Linked DNA regions of Rattus norvegicus: regions 2 and 3 are each linked to region 1. Evidence: chromatin contacts called from public Hi-C and HiChIP or PLAC-seq data. All regions are on one chromosome and are shown on one strand. The core of a region is the stretch at or near the end of the contact, and the rest is flanking DNA. Distances in the headings are between cores, read along the strand shown.

What was found. A called contact is a pair of places that touch in the nucleus more often than the background predicts. HiChIP or PLAC-seq counts read pairs in DNA pulled down with a chosen protein or histone mark.
Region 2: a contact with region 1 is called in a Hi-C map of Schwann cells, with 5 times the contacts expected there. The contact joins the promoter of Ercc6l2 here to the promoter of Ptch1 in region 1. A contact is called at or near these places in 9 of 12 Hi-C or Micro-C datasets (the A7r5 cell line, Schwann cells, frontal cortex and 5 more) and 1 of 1 datasets of contacts at active chromatin or transcription factors (oligodendrocytes).
Region 3: a contact with region 1 is called in an H3K27ac HiChIP or PLAC-seq map of oligodendrocytes, with 9 times the contacts expected there. The contact joins the promoter of Fancc here to the promoter of Ptch1 in region 1. A contact is called at or near these places in 1 of 12 Hi-C or Micro-C datasets (mammary epithelial cells) and 1 of 1 datasets of contacts at active chromatin or transcription factors (oligodendrocytes).

The regions. Positions count from the first base shown.
Region 1 is chr17:1,553,423-1,558,085 of GRCr8, forward strand. It overlaps Ptch1 (patched 1), which reads left to right and starts at 2,149. Exons shown (of 24, transcript NM_053566.3): 1 at 2,149-3,055; 2 at 4,602-4,663. The coding sequence starts at 2,897.
Region 2 is chr17:1,314,248-1,318,910 of GRCr8, forward strand. Ercc6l2 (ERCC excision repair 6 like 2) reads right to left here and starts at 1,809. Exons shown (of 19, transcript NM_001400699.1): 1 at 1,596-1,809. The coding sequence starts at 1,638. LOC102554174 (a long non-coding RNA gene) reads left to right here and starts at 1,914. Exons shown (of 4, transcript XR_360679.4): 1 at 1,914-2,047.
Region 3 is chr17:1,684,264-1,688,926 of GRCr8, forward strand. It overlaps Fancc (FA complementation group C), which reads left to right and starts at 2,826. Exons shown (of 15, transcript NM_012557.2): 1 at 2,826-3,040. It overlaps LOC134482656 (a long non-coding RNA gene), which reads left to right. Exons shown (of 3, transcript XR_010059023.1): 3 at 1-684.

The DNA of each region.
Region 1 (4,663 bases), core at 899-3,398:
TTATCCTGTGAGCATCCCCAAATGCATCTACTTGGTCTCTATTCCCTCAGATTCATCACCCCACCTCAGAAACCGAACGGATTCCGCAGGTTTGAGATTCAGGATGGCAAGGCGTCCTAGGGAAGCCCGGAAGGAGACAAGGCTAGAGGGGAGGCTGACTGGGCAGCGATGAAGGACTGCAACATGATGGGGGTGGGGGAGACCTCAACTCCCACCCCCACCCCCACCCCGGGCCCTAGGAGCCGGGTGCTCCGCTGGTGGCCGCGCGCCCCTGCGCGGCCCCTGTCTAACCGCAGTCGGCGCCGCTGAATGGAAGGGCCGGAACGCAGCCATTGGCCAGCAGCGGAGAAGCCGCGCGTTCATTGGGCAACGCGAGGGGGCCGGGCCGCCTTCAGGAATGTACTACGGCGTGCCCAGCACGTCTGTCCGCGGCGGTAGGGCGCGCACACAGCCCCGGGCCCGGGAAGGTTGTGCGTACTGTAATGAGGGCTGGAGCGTGCAGGTCAGCGCGCGGACCCTGTTACCTGTGCGCCCTCATCAAGAGCAGGCCGAAGACTGGAGCGCGCGGACGCACACTCACGCGGGTGCGCGGATGGGCCTCTTGCTCCGGGTCACGTGGTGGAGTAGGCTCCGCCTTCTCCCCGCTCCTCCCCCTTTCCCTCCATCTGGGTTCTTTCTTTCCTTTTCTTTCTTTTTTTTTTTTCAATGAACACACACCGTGTGCATCTTAAAGCCACACTGCCCCATTTCACGGGTTCATTTGGCTCCTCACTACTCCGGTTCCCTCTGCATTTCAAGTTGGAAAAAAAAATAGGACGTAACAGAATCTGGTGTTCCTGGGTCTGGTGTCTACTGCGGGAAGGAGGAACTTCAAACTTACAGGAGAATGGAATGTGCTTTCTTAAGAGTTGTTATTATTTTTCTTAAAGAGCGTAGTTGAGTAGACAATTTAAAGTGTTGCTGGCTCCAAGATTCACTCCCCTCCCCCACGTCGCATTTTTGTTGTTGTTTTGTTCAACAGTAAAGTGAATCCCCTGGATGTCTTGGTGACACTGGACGCAATATCAGGACAAATATTAGCGATCTATGAACAATATGTTTAAAATGAATTCCACATCAAAGCCTTTATTCTCTCCTACGTCACGCTATTAAATGTTACAGGATGCGTATCGAGCTTTATTTTTTAAAAAGCTTAAAACTTTCTTTTAAGAATGTGATTAATTAATGGGGGTCCAGATGAACCCTAAATAATCAAGAAATCTCTCATTTACATTTCTCTGGCCTGCTGAAAAGATTTGCTTCTTTTTATATGTTCAACATTCGAATAAAAAATCAGACTGTGTCTGGCTTCTCCTTATAGACGTGTTCAAATTGGACTGTGCTGTTGTGTATTTGGGGGGGGGTGCTAGGGGAGTGTGAGGGGTTTTAAAAAGGGGTGGCTTTTCCCAACATCTTTGCTCGCCTCTTTAACTTTCCATTTTGTTTATCTTAATACAAGGCGTTGTTCCCTGCAAGAGTCTAAGTCTTGCCTTTGGTTATAAAAGAAAAGAGGAGAAAAAAAAATTGGCACACATTGGCGCACTATCCACCACCCTGTCATTATTGGTGCAGGCCTGGGAATTCAAGCCGGACCTCCCAGTATTCGCTGCAGCTTGAGGCCAAAGTGCCTCTAAAAGGGTTTTCTTTGAGGAATCTCAGAAATTGTTTAAGCGCTTAAAAAAATATTACATATCCCCCCTGTCTATTACGAGGCAAATGCTCCTGTGTGAGCGTGTGCGTGTGTATGTGTGTGTGTGTGCGCGCGCTCGCTCGCAAAAAGCGTCTCAAAAAAAGAAGACACTGTTGAAAAGAAAAGAAATAAGAAAGAAAGGAGGGGGAAGCATTCCTTAATGGAAGTATTGCATGCGAGAAGGTTGGCGCTGGGCGAGCGCCCCCCCACCCCCAAGCCTGGGATGCACACACGGGGGTTGCCTACCTGGGTGGTCTCTCTACTTTGGTGAGCTGTTGCTAAGCAGCTAATAATAGTCATGTTTGCTGAGTAATTTCTGCCCTCCAAGAGCCAATCGCGTCGCAGAAACCCAAGCCATCTGACAGCCCCGGGGGCGGGAGTTCCAGCCTTTTTCTCTTTCGCTCGCTCTCTCCCCCTCCACCCCCTCCCCTCCTCCTCCTCTTTCTCCAAATGGAGAGAGTTCTTTTTTTTCTTCTTCCATCTCATCTATTGAGTCAAGGAGCTGCTGCGGCCGCTGCCCGCTGCACACACACAGAGCGGAGTCCTCAGGTCCCGGTAGCGAGAGAGGCGCGCGGCGCGGGGGCAGAATGGTCCAGCGGGTCGGTGAGGAGAACAAGAAAGCAGAGTCCGGGACCGAGCAGCCACCGCGAACCCAGCAGCCCGAGAGCGAGCAGCCGCTTCAGAAGCCGCCACCGCCAACTCCAGCCGCAGCCGCACCAGCAGCAGCAGCGGCGGCAGCCCCGGCCCGGCATCGCTGAGACCCGCCGGGCACCGTCGCGTCGCCCGCAGCGGGCGCCGAGGGAGCCGGCGCAAGCGGCGGGGGTCTGCGCGCGCCTTCTGCCGTGAAGGGGTCGCGGCGCGGGGCGGGGACGTCTGGGGGGGACTTGGGGACCGCGAGGCGCGCCCTGGAAGTGCCGGCTCTCGCCTTCCCGCGAGCTGGATGTGGGCAGCGGCGGCCGCAAAGACCTCGGGACTCACGCGCAATGTGGCAATGGAAGGCTCAGGGTCTGAGTCCCCGGCAGCGGCCACGGCCGCAGCACCCGCAGCGCCCGCCGTGTGAGCGGCAGCAGCGGGTCTGTCACCCGGAGCCGGAGTCCCCGGCCGCCAGCAGCGTCCTCGCGAGCCGAGCGCCCAGGCGCGCCCGGAGCCCGCGGCGGCGGCGGCAACATGGCCTCGGCTGGTAACGCCGCCGGGGCCCTGGGCAGGCAGGCCGGCGGCGGGAGGCGCAGACGGACCGGGGGACCGCACCGCGCCGCGCCGGACCGGGACTATCTGCACCGGCCCAGCTACTGCGACGCCGCCTTCGCTCTGGAGCAGATTTCCAAGGTGCACTTCTGTCCCCTCCTCCCTCTTCACTTTCCCCTCTTCTTCCTCCTTGGAATCCCTTCCACACAGACACACACACACTCTCCTGAGAAAGCAGCAAAGTGAAGGTTGAAAATTTCAAACTCTCCCTCCGGACTCCGGAGGAAAGGGCTGTCTGAGGTCCGCAGGGGGTGGAGGGGTGCGTGTGTGTGAGTGTGTATGTGTGTGTGGTGTGTGCGCGCGCACACGCCCTCCCTGGTGTGCCTTTTCCGGAGCTTTGGAAACCGTCCGGAGTGGACCACCTCCAGGGCGGCCGCAGTGCGGCACTGCCCCGGGCCCCAGCGCCCTTCTCCCGCGCCCCTGCCCACGGTTGCAACCTAAAGTTCGGCGTTGCCACATTTCTTAACCTCTTTGAGGGGGAGGCGGAGTGGAGAGAGGCGGAGAGAGACAGAGGGGAGGGAGCCAAAGTAAAGGTGGTTTCCTTTTTTGGCAGCCGGTTCTGCTTTCGTTGAGCTTGAAATCTTTGCTCCCTTAAAAATTATTCTCGGGAGAGGACGTCCCTTCTCTTCTAGGTCTTGGGCCGCCTCTTCTCCCAGCCTGCCGGGGAGAGGGGCAGTTGTAAACAAGTTGCCACCTTAAATCTTCGGTACGGGTGTGCTGAACCGCCGGGTTCATTGTGTTTACGAGGCTGGCTGAAATGTGTGGAATCCGGGGAAGGCAAGCACCTAGCCTGGGGCCCGCAGGGGCCCTGGCCAGCACCGGGGCTCCGCCGCCCCGAGAACAGCCTGCGCCCAGCCAGAACCCCGGTCGGCGCCGGCCTGGGCCTCTTCCCTGTGCACTCGGCATTTTTAAAGAGTTCACCAGGAGGGAGTGGGAGAGGAGGGAAAGATCCTTGTGGCCGCCCACTTCCGAGCACAAATAGTGTAAGTTGCAGATGGCTGCCGCACTTCCTAACTGAGCTCCCGCGGTGTCTCCCAAGGCTGTGGAAAAGTGTGTAGAGCGAGCTCTGGCTGCGGGGCTTACCACGTGGACCTCGCTTACAGCCACACCAGGCCGGGACCAGATGGGCCACGGTCGCTGTATATTGTCCCTAAGTGCGCTTGCGCCCTTTACCCGGCCTCCGGGGCACCGGAGGAAGCCACAGGCTGGAGCAGGGGAAGGGGGGACGTGTTCTGGGGGTTCTTTGGTGTTGGGCTTCTCCGCTAGGATCACTCAGGCCCTCCCTCTCCCAAGTCCCCGGTACTAAACCCTGGCTGCTGTTGACGGCTTCTCTGTTAGCCTTTCTCCCCAGCGTCCTAAGTCTCATTCAGGGTTAGTGCTCAGGCCATGCGTGGGGGCGCCCCCTGGTCCCTAGAGTGCAGTTCCCACGCTGCAGTCTCACAGATTTACAACCAAGGCCCCCACGCCTCCAGGGATCCCTCTGGACTGTCCTGGTTCCAGTCCCGTGGGCGAGTCACTGCACCACGGGCGCCCACGCCCCCCACTACTATCCAGAGGGGATCCCCTAGCGGGTGTGCGGAGACAGCGATTCCCCGGCGTTCACTCCTCCCTTCTGCTTCGTCCCCAGGGGAAGGCTACTGGCCGGAAAGCGCCGCTGTGGCTGAGAGCGAAGTTTCAAAGACTCTTATT
Region 2 (4,663 bases), core at 559-3,058, 240 kb before region 1:
TTCTCTCTATTCCTCTAACCTTCACTTGTACCATCAATTCATGAATATTAATTTAGTCCTATAGTTTGACTTATTGAAAAACTTTGTGTATCAGTAGTTTAAATATATTTTAATGATTCTAGATATCTAATTCTTTATCTACACATATTGGAATAATAAACCCTCTAATTAAAAAAAATAAAAACATAAGCTGAACTTTTAAGTGAAAACAAATTATTGATCTAGTGAGATATATAGGCCCTAAAAAACTCATAGGCATAAACATAATGGCAAAAGGTGCTTTTTACAAAAAGAAGAGAAAGGCATGCTATGGGAAAGCACATTTCAGAGAAGTTTCTCTGGTAGGCTTGTATGTGAAAAACACCACTACATCTTTTATAAGCACCTTTGTACCTGAGTTTGGATAACTTCTAGAATCAAATAGATGAAGTTGGAGCCAGGAAAGATTCTTTACTACAAAGACTGGAATTGCTGGACATGGAAGGACTTCTCTGTGAAAGGTGGTACTGGGGTGTTTCCTTATGATTGGTGTGCCTCCCTCAATTCCAAAGTGCCTTATTTGCTTGTTTCCAACATGGGAAACATACTTCCTCATCAGAGCCTTTGAGTGGTCTGTTTTACCCATCAGCAATTTTCCCCCTAAAATACCAAAGTGACTAAATCTAATAGATTCAACCGAGGAACAAGCATACCAGTCCCACCATCACCACTTAGAAGATTCACTGTTTGCCTTTACCAGTCAGACTCATAAAGGCATTTCTATTTGTAGGTCCTTAATTACAACATGACCAATTTTCAGTCCAACGAGTCCAACGTTGGTTTCTTACCCTGAAATTAGCACTGAATCCCTCCTTACTTTCATGAGATATCTTCCTCAAAGGAAAGGCAAGATTTATCACATGATTCCAGGGTATAGAACACTCAATTGTAAATCTGTTCTGTAAGGGCTGTCTGGTTGGTTCCACCCGTAAGCGAACTTGCTGCTAACATTGGTGACCTGGATTCCAGCCCTTGAGTTCATAAAAACTGATTTACCCAAGCTGGTCTCTGACTCTCACATGCCTGGTTGAGTTAACTTTGTAATTTGTTACTGCAATCACTTTTATTAATAGAAGCTAGGGGGCTAATCTGCGTCCCTGATGGTTTGTATAACTACACCTTCAAAAGCTCTTGGTTACCTAGTAGAGTCAAAATTCTGCTTCAATACACCATGTAGTAAACTGAACTAAATAGGCCTTTGCACATCTACTTGGCAAATCCCTCCTATGGACTAGTAACTGGCAATACACAAAGACAAAAATGACATTTACTGAACTCCATGGACCAAAAGTGTAATCACTGGCATCGAATAGTCACCGAAAACCAATAATTCTCATTCATTTTACAGATGAGGAATCTGATCCCACTGCTCAGCAGAGGGACAGCACTACATCCTTTAGTCCCGGCTCCTAAGGCTGAATCACAAAGCCGAGGACTTCCCGCGGTGAAAGGGTTCGAAATCGTCCGCTGTCAATCACGGGAACCACGCGGAAACCGCTTCCGGAAGTGCCCTGAGGACGTGTTTCTGCGCAGAGGCGCGAGCTCGGAGCTCATACCTTTGTGGGAGTCTGCGCGGGGATGCGGGGCAGAGGCGTCCATCGGGTCAGGTGATGGCGCCCAGCAACCCCGCCGCTTTCAGCGGAGAGGAGGGCACAGCACGTGGGCCTGCTGCCCGACATTGCCCGCCCGGAGCGTCGGGCGCTGTGTGGGGCCTGACGCGGCGGCGTCACCTCAACCACCAAACAACGCTCGCCGGAGCCTATAAATCCCGCGAGAATGAGCTCCTCAGCGCTCCATCGCTCGCCTCCCTCCAGATATCGCGAGAAGACGGTCTATCCTTTCAACGAGCGGAAGCGACTTCCTCTCCGGGCGAGATTGGCCTGGCGCAGTCCTCTAAAATCCAAATATCGCGAGACTTGGTACTGCAAGTCGCTGACATCGAACCTCTTCTGTAAAAGAATCCACGACCTCAGGCGTGTGACATCCTCCCAGGACCGTAAAGGACAGTGTGAGTCCTGGCTTTGTCGCCAAGGAGCGTCAGGAGGCGAGTTTTAAGAGGGCGTTTTCGTGGGTTTGCCTAGTTTATCGTAACTCTTGCGAGTGAAAAACTAGCAGCCCATGCACAAACAAGGTGACCCCTGGGGTTCGGATTTTCCTCACCTTCTGAGATGAGCAGCGACTGTGCCTTACCCTGAGGGAGAGCACACCACGCAGCCAGCTGCCCTCTGCAAGACAGCGTATTGAGCAGGAGCTGAATGAATTCTGCCTGTCCGACGTCTCCCAGACAAGCACCTGAAGCCAAATGTGTTCTTAATGTGTCATGTGGTTTTGTAGGCCACAATTGCCATACAAGTCTCCTAAAGCTAAAATCCAAATGTTAGAGAAGCTGCCTTCCTTCCTAGGAAGTGGAAGAATCGCCACACCTTGACTTGACCTCTTCAAAGCCAAGGATGGTGCATTTCCTGAACCTTCCACAGTGGTTTTTGTTTTAGGAGCTCACCAAAATAATCTTATTTTCAGGTGCACAGTCTTTTAACTACATTAGAAAAGGCTCCTTGACACAAATTTCTTTGTTGGGGGATCATTATCCTGCCTACAGTAGGGTCTTTTTTGGATATACTATGCCTAGTCAACAAAGAGATCTCCATTCTTTGCAGATACCAAAAATTAGTAGACTATTTTCACAGGAGTGCTATATCAAGAGTCACTTGTTTGCATAACAGTAGGAAAAAACTTTAAAGAGAAACATTTAGGAATATAGATGAAGCTAGTAACAACAACCTGAGTAAAGGGGAGTAACTACAAAACTAGAGTTAAATAAAATTATTTGGGAGGCTGGGGTTTTGAGACGGGATTCTCAGTGTGTAGCCCTGGCTGTCCTGGAACCCAGTCTATAGTCCAGGCTGGCCTTGGTTTAAGATGTAAAGCCTTTCAGAGCTGAAACTACAAGTGATTTGATAAATCCAAAATAAACTTTGATTTAAATGAAAGAAATCTTTCTTGTTAAAGGAATACCCTTCTAGCTAACAAGACTCCTCACCTTTGAGTGCCTATTAGGTAACTGCATTGCCATGCTTGTCTTATATAATAAAGTGGGAACAGTCATAAAATGAAGTTAATTATCCTTACTGCCCTTGGAGAAGCTTTTGTTCTTGTTAGTTGCCTGTCATCCTCTTGTAGGGATGCTGATGTTGTGAACCTCCATCACTATGCTAGTTACCTCAAGGTAAGAATTTCTGAAGTTAATCTAAGCATTGTTGGATTGACTATATTGCATGCAAAATCACTGATAATTGATAACATAGCAAAATTAAGCCAATTTAGACTACAAAAATAGGACTGTAGTGTACCCCACTTAAAGCATATGTTTTATATGCATGAGACCTTAGACTCAACACCTAGCACCCAGTAACAATCATGATAACACAAGCATTTCAAGAGAATTTTACTTGAACACCAAAGAGACTTTTAGTATAATTATATTAAAATATAATAATAATATAATTAGCCCTGCAATACTTTATTACAATTGGTTTCTACTTATGTTCACAATATAAAAGGCAAACATATATTATTGGACAAGAAGATCTTTAATGGATTCATCAAAAAGCTCATGAAAAACAATAGGAATGAAAACATAAGAATGTTAGGTGAGTTTGGGTTGCAGCCTTTCTCCCTTGATATATTATTTTAGCTAATGGAAAGAGAGGCAGATGGAGGAAGATGTAAGTAATAGAGAGATGAAGTAGATCTACCCTTCTTTGCCAAAAAAAAGTAAATTAAATCTTAACATTTAAAAATCAAGGGTTGGTGTGGTTGGTAGAGTACTTGTCTACCCTGCATGAAACCCTGTGTTCAATCCCCAGAGTCACATAACAGAGTGGTGACAGACACATAGGGCATAGAAGCATAAGGATCAAAAGATTAACGTCATCCTCAGCCACATAGCAAGTGTGAGGGCAGCCTGAGATATATGAGGCTGTGTCTCAAACAAAAGGCCTTTGTGTATGGTAGACATGTGCTCTACCACTGAGCTGTGTTCCCAGCCCTCCTGACTTAGTCTCATATGATATCTATAGAATAGTATTCAAAGAGATTTTTATATTTGCAAAACTAAAGCTGTGACTTTGATGTAGTATTTCACCTCATGTCAGATAATAAATAAGCCTGAAAATTTTGCAGCTAAACAAGAACTGGTGTCAGAAGATGGCTTGGTCAGTAAAGTGACCTGAAGTCATATCACCAACATCTGGGTACAAAGCCTGGGTATGGGTGTTTGCACCTATAACCCTGCCACTGTTTTTAAAGGGAGGAGGACAGGGAGATTCCTTAGGCTCACTAGCCAGTCATTCAGTGATCTCTGTTTTAGACAGAACTTCTCAATAAGGTAGAGAATGATCAAGGAAGGTATCAACCTCTGCCCTCCATGTGTGTATGCATATATATTTGCATCTACATGTCTACACAAATAAATGGGGAATTCTTAGATCATGTGAGCTTTTTCACACAAAAGCACCATTAAGTACTAGATAAAGTATTTTTGTAAGGCTACTCAGGATGTACAGCTTACCTCTCAAAAATGTATTACATACTAACAGGACATCTAAGTAAGGATCTGAAAGCT
Region 3 (4,663 bases), core at 1,576-4,075, 130 kb after region 1:
TGAGGCTTAAAGGAATGCATACCAGGTAAGTGAATCGACCCAGCATCAGGACTTAAGCAAACAAGATACATCTGAGGTACCAAAGGCAAAACTATTAAATACACAAGATACACTTGACACACCAGGCCATCAGTAAGGCAGCATGCAAGTGTCCAATCTCACGTGGGAGGTATTGTAACTCACTACCATTTTGTTCACAGTATGGAATCCAAGACTGGTGTTTCTTATGCATTTGTTAAATCTGAAGGAAGGTTTGACCAAGGCAGCAATTTTGCAGTCTTTCAGCTGCTGGTTTTTCATTTTCTCTCTTGAATGTAATAATGTAGAAGCTTCTAACACACTTCGTCAAGTTTGTAATTTTCATTTTTGCCACAGTATCTGTGCTCACTTACACCATAGCCAAAACTATTTTTAGAGGGACTCAGACTCAGTTTTTGCTACGATTCAAAATAACATTTGTACCGAATCATTTGTTTCTCTGAAAACTCATTGGACATATCGCAATGTGGCCATCTCATTCCTGTCAAAAATTAGTGAAGGCAGCTCTATACATACGGATGCTGCATAGAGGGTCCACCTATGAAACCCCATGAATTTAAATGTGCACCTTTATGCTGTATATGCTTCCCATTTAGTTTAAGTTAGGCCTAAACATAGTGTCATTTTATATGCTGAAGTTAAATAGCCCCGTAATTATTATTTTTTTTTTCGGAGCTGGGGACCGAACCCAGGGCCTTGCGCTTGCTAGGCAAGCGCTCTACCACTGAGCTAAATCCCCCCCCCCCAGTAATTCTTTATTAACCATTAACCTGACATAAAAATACTGCCATTTTTTCAAATATATAAAAAAATCTGAGTACCAAAATAGTGACTTTTGCTCTAAAAAACAAGAAACGAACATGGTTTCACATTGTTTTTGCTGGTAAATACTGACTAACAAAAAAAACCTTAAAACTTGTCACTGTATGGCTTTTTTTAGGGCTAAAGTGTCATTTACACTTGTCTCTCACCACACATGCTGTTCTTTTCTTTTTTCTTTTTCTTAAAGATTTATTTATTTATTACATGTAAGTACACTGTAACTGTCCTCAGTCACACCAGGAGAGGACATCTGATCCCAAAACAGATGGTTGTGAGCCACCAAGTGGTTGCCGGAATTTGAACTCAGGACCTCTGGAAGAGCAGTCAGTGTTCCAAACTGCTGAGCCATCTCTCCAGCCCACAGGTGCTATTCTTGATTAGACTAAAATGACTCATTAAAAAGGCACAAGCCTCAACTACAAAAAAAAAAAAAAAAAGCTATTCTGTAAAGCAGAGTGTGTTAGTTTTGGATCAGGTTCCCCTGGTGTCTCTCTTTAAATTTTTGTTATTTTATATGTATTTATTCATGTTTGTGCAGTGTGGTACCCAGTGAGACCAGAAGAGGGCATCAATCCCTTGGACAGGGGTTACCAATAGTTGTGAGCTGCCATGTGGATGCTGTGACTCCAAATCAAGTTCTCTGGAAGAACAGTCAGTGCTCTTAATGGCTGACCCATCTCTTATACCTCTCCCTTAATTAAAAACAACAACAAACCTTGTTATAAATCAATATACTCATTTCAGATTTTGTGAGCTTCATAACCTTGGTAGCACTTGCTTTATGAACTGGATTTGTTCAATGGTAAGATGGCTATGCCTTTAGAATACTGACGTTAACAGTAACCCAGGCAGGGGATCAGCTTCCTGCTGCTTTTCCTTCCTTGAGTCATGCCCTTCTTGTGGAAGATTCTCTTACTCGGATTGGATTTTGATAGACCCACACAGTCTTTCCTCTTCCCCAACTTAACCCATTCCCCGAGTTTTATTCTGATGTTTAAACATCTTTAAAGTATACAGGTGATCTAATTCAGCAGGTTTTTTTTTTTTTCTACCATGCACTGTCTTTCAGCTAATCTTATTCCCGTTTAAAATAAACAGAAAGATGTCGATTAAAGGTGTGTGCTAGGGTAAAACCATACCACATCTAGAAACAGGTTTTTCCAGCTTACAACCTCCGGATTCAGTGTGACCAAATATCCTGCAACAGAGTATTTAAATATAAGAGCTATTTATTACATGCACATATTACTTATGTGTTATTAAGGCACACTTGAAGTTGTGGCCTTATGATTGTAATGGATGGTTCTTGGGTACTAATTAAAAGATTCTAAAATTTTAAGGTTATTTTGACTCCTCCCTAAACTCAAACATCTGTAATTTATGCAGCTCCAAATTAGAAAACAATTTTTTAAAAAGGGTTGGCAAGATGGCTCAACAGGTAAAAAGCACCTGCCACCAAAGACTGGGTATCTCCATTAGTGAAAGAACTGATTCCCACAAAATTGTCCTCTATGCTCACTTGACATGCACACAAGTGTAATGTTAAAAATTCAAGAATAAAAGATAAGCCAAGTCTCATTTGACAAGAATGGAAGTTTCTTCTTATGTGGCTTAAATGCAACTCTGAACCGGTTTGAACTTGAACTAAGCAGTGAATGGGCTTGACTAGGGATTGGAGCGATCACTAGCCAAAGACAAAACTCCTGTTTGTGGAGTTTGACCCATATGGCAACTCCCTTCTCTTATGAACCACATTCCAGAGTTCTCTCTTTTACGAAGCCCTAGCCCGGTGCGGCGCAGTAGCCACGACCCGCGGTCGCCCACTTCCTCCAGGAGACTCAAAGGACCTTCCCATCATGCCGCGGGAGCGCGCTCGCCCCCAGAGTGCATTGCGCGTGCGTGCGTGCGCGCGCGCAGCCCCACTCCCTTGCGACCGCGGGAAAATTCCAAACTCGTCAAAGCATAACAAGTTCCGTGAGGTCGTGCCAAGTTTTCAAGCCGCAGAAGCCGGGAGGTGGCTTCTTTTCCGCCGCGGCCCAGTCTGCTGAGGGAGCTCTGGGTGAGGACCACCCGGGAAGGCTGCCGCTTTCCGCCAGGGCAGGGAAGACTCGCGAGAACGTGCGCCGAGTCTCAACGTGGGCAAGCAGCGCTCCCTCGGCGCTCTGTCTGAAGCTGGAAGGTGAGAAGCCACGGTAGGCGGGTGCGAGCCGCGGGAGGGCGGGGCAGGAGATGGCGCTAAGCCCGGCAGGAGGCGGGGCCTGGCGAGAGGCGTGGCTACAGCCAGGTGGGAGGTGAGGCCGACAGTGGGGGCGTGGTTAATCCGGAATTGAACCGAGCTCGGCAGAGGCCGACCGACCCGGTGGAAACTGATCTCCGCGAGAGCGGGGTCGACCTGGAGGGCCGCTCCACCAGAGTGAGGAGCCGAGAGGGGCGAGCCGGACGGGGCTGACAATGAGGGACAGGGTCTAAGGCCCAAGGTGAATCCTAGTGGGCATGGCTGGGGTGATGGTACAGTTACCCTTCGTCCCCATTTATTTTTATTTTTATTGTTTTAAGCAAATCCTCTCCCTCTGGGTTCAGAGCAGCTGCAGGTACTTTTGAAAGGACTGGAGCAAAGGTAAAGTTTATTGCTCCGCATCCATTAAGAACAGCTGGCCCAGGGTTCCAAGAATGCCCTCCCACACCTGCTTGAGGGACAGGCCCAGAGGGTTTAAAGGTACAATGTGCTTTCTGTAACAATTTTTAGGTGCTTGGTCTTGGAGAGGGTGCTGGACGAAAATCTTGGGCCAGGCCGAGGATGTTCAAGACCTCTGTGTGCCTAGAATTTTCCCCTAGTCTGAGATGATTTAAAAAATCCAATGCCCCAATTAATTTAAGCGGGTGTGATTGACATAGGGTGTGATTGACATGAGATACCTGTTTGTGGATGACCCTCACTCACCTTTAGGGTGGTTCCAAATGGCAGATTTAGTGCTCACAAATGTGTACGTAGAAGCTAGAGGTGTTGTCAGGAGTGACTCTCTTTCCCTCCTCACCCCTTTCCTGCCTCTCCTCACACCCATCACATTTGGCCTGGAGTTCACCTGACTTTGCAAGCCCTAGGGTTATGCCTTTCTCTGCCTCCCCATTGCTGAGATCACAAGTTTGGGCCACACATTTAAAACCTTAAACACACACACACACACACACAGCGACAAACACTATTACTATTGTGGGGGTAGAACTCATGATTTCAGGCTTGTGTGGTAAGCATCTTATCAACTGAGCTAGCTGTTGAATGCTACTTTGTCTGGGTGGTCATGGCTGGTATGTTGTTGCCCATGTGAAGCTGTATGCACATTTTAAATGATGGGGTTCTTAACTGCTTCCATATTTTGGCAAATAGTTCCAGCAGTGATTACACAAATCTTGTATTTATAAAATCAACCTCAAGGAGGCCAGCCTGGCCAGTAGGAAGTTGGTTGGATTTTCTATACCACAGAGAGGCCCCAAGGAATCTCAAACTGTTAAAACCGTAATAGGAGTGGTACAGCCTCGGATCATTGAGAATTCATCCTCAAATGCTCCTTAAAAAAAAAAACAAACCTTAGTTTATGTTACACATATTCTCTGGTGTTGTTTATGGTGTTATGGTTATTAGCTAACTTTTTAATATGGAAACTTCTCTTAGAAGACATAAATGAATTAATTTCCAGTGATTTACTAAAAATCTAATATCATTGGAAAAGAGAATACAAAGATTCACAGATTCAGGTAACGATGCAGTGCTTGAATGCCATGCTGCCCCATCTCTTCCAAGGTT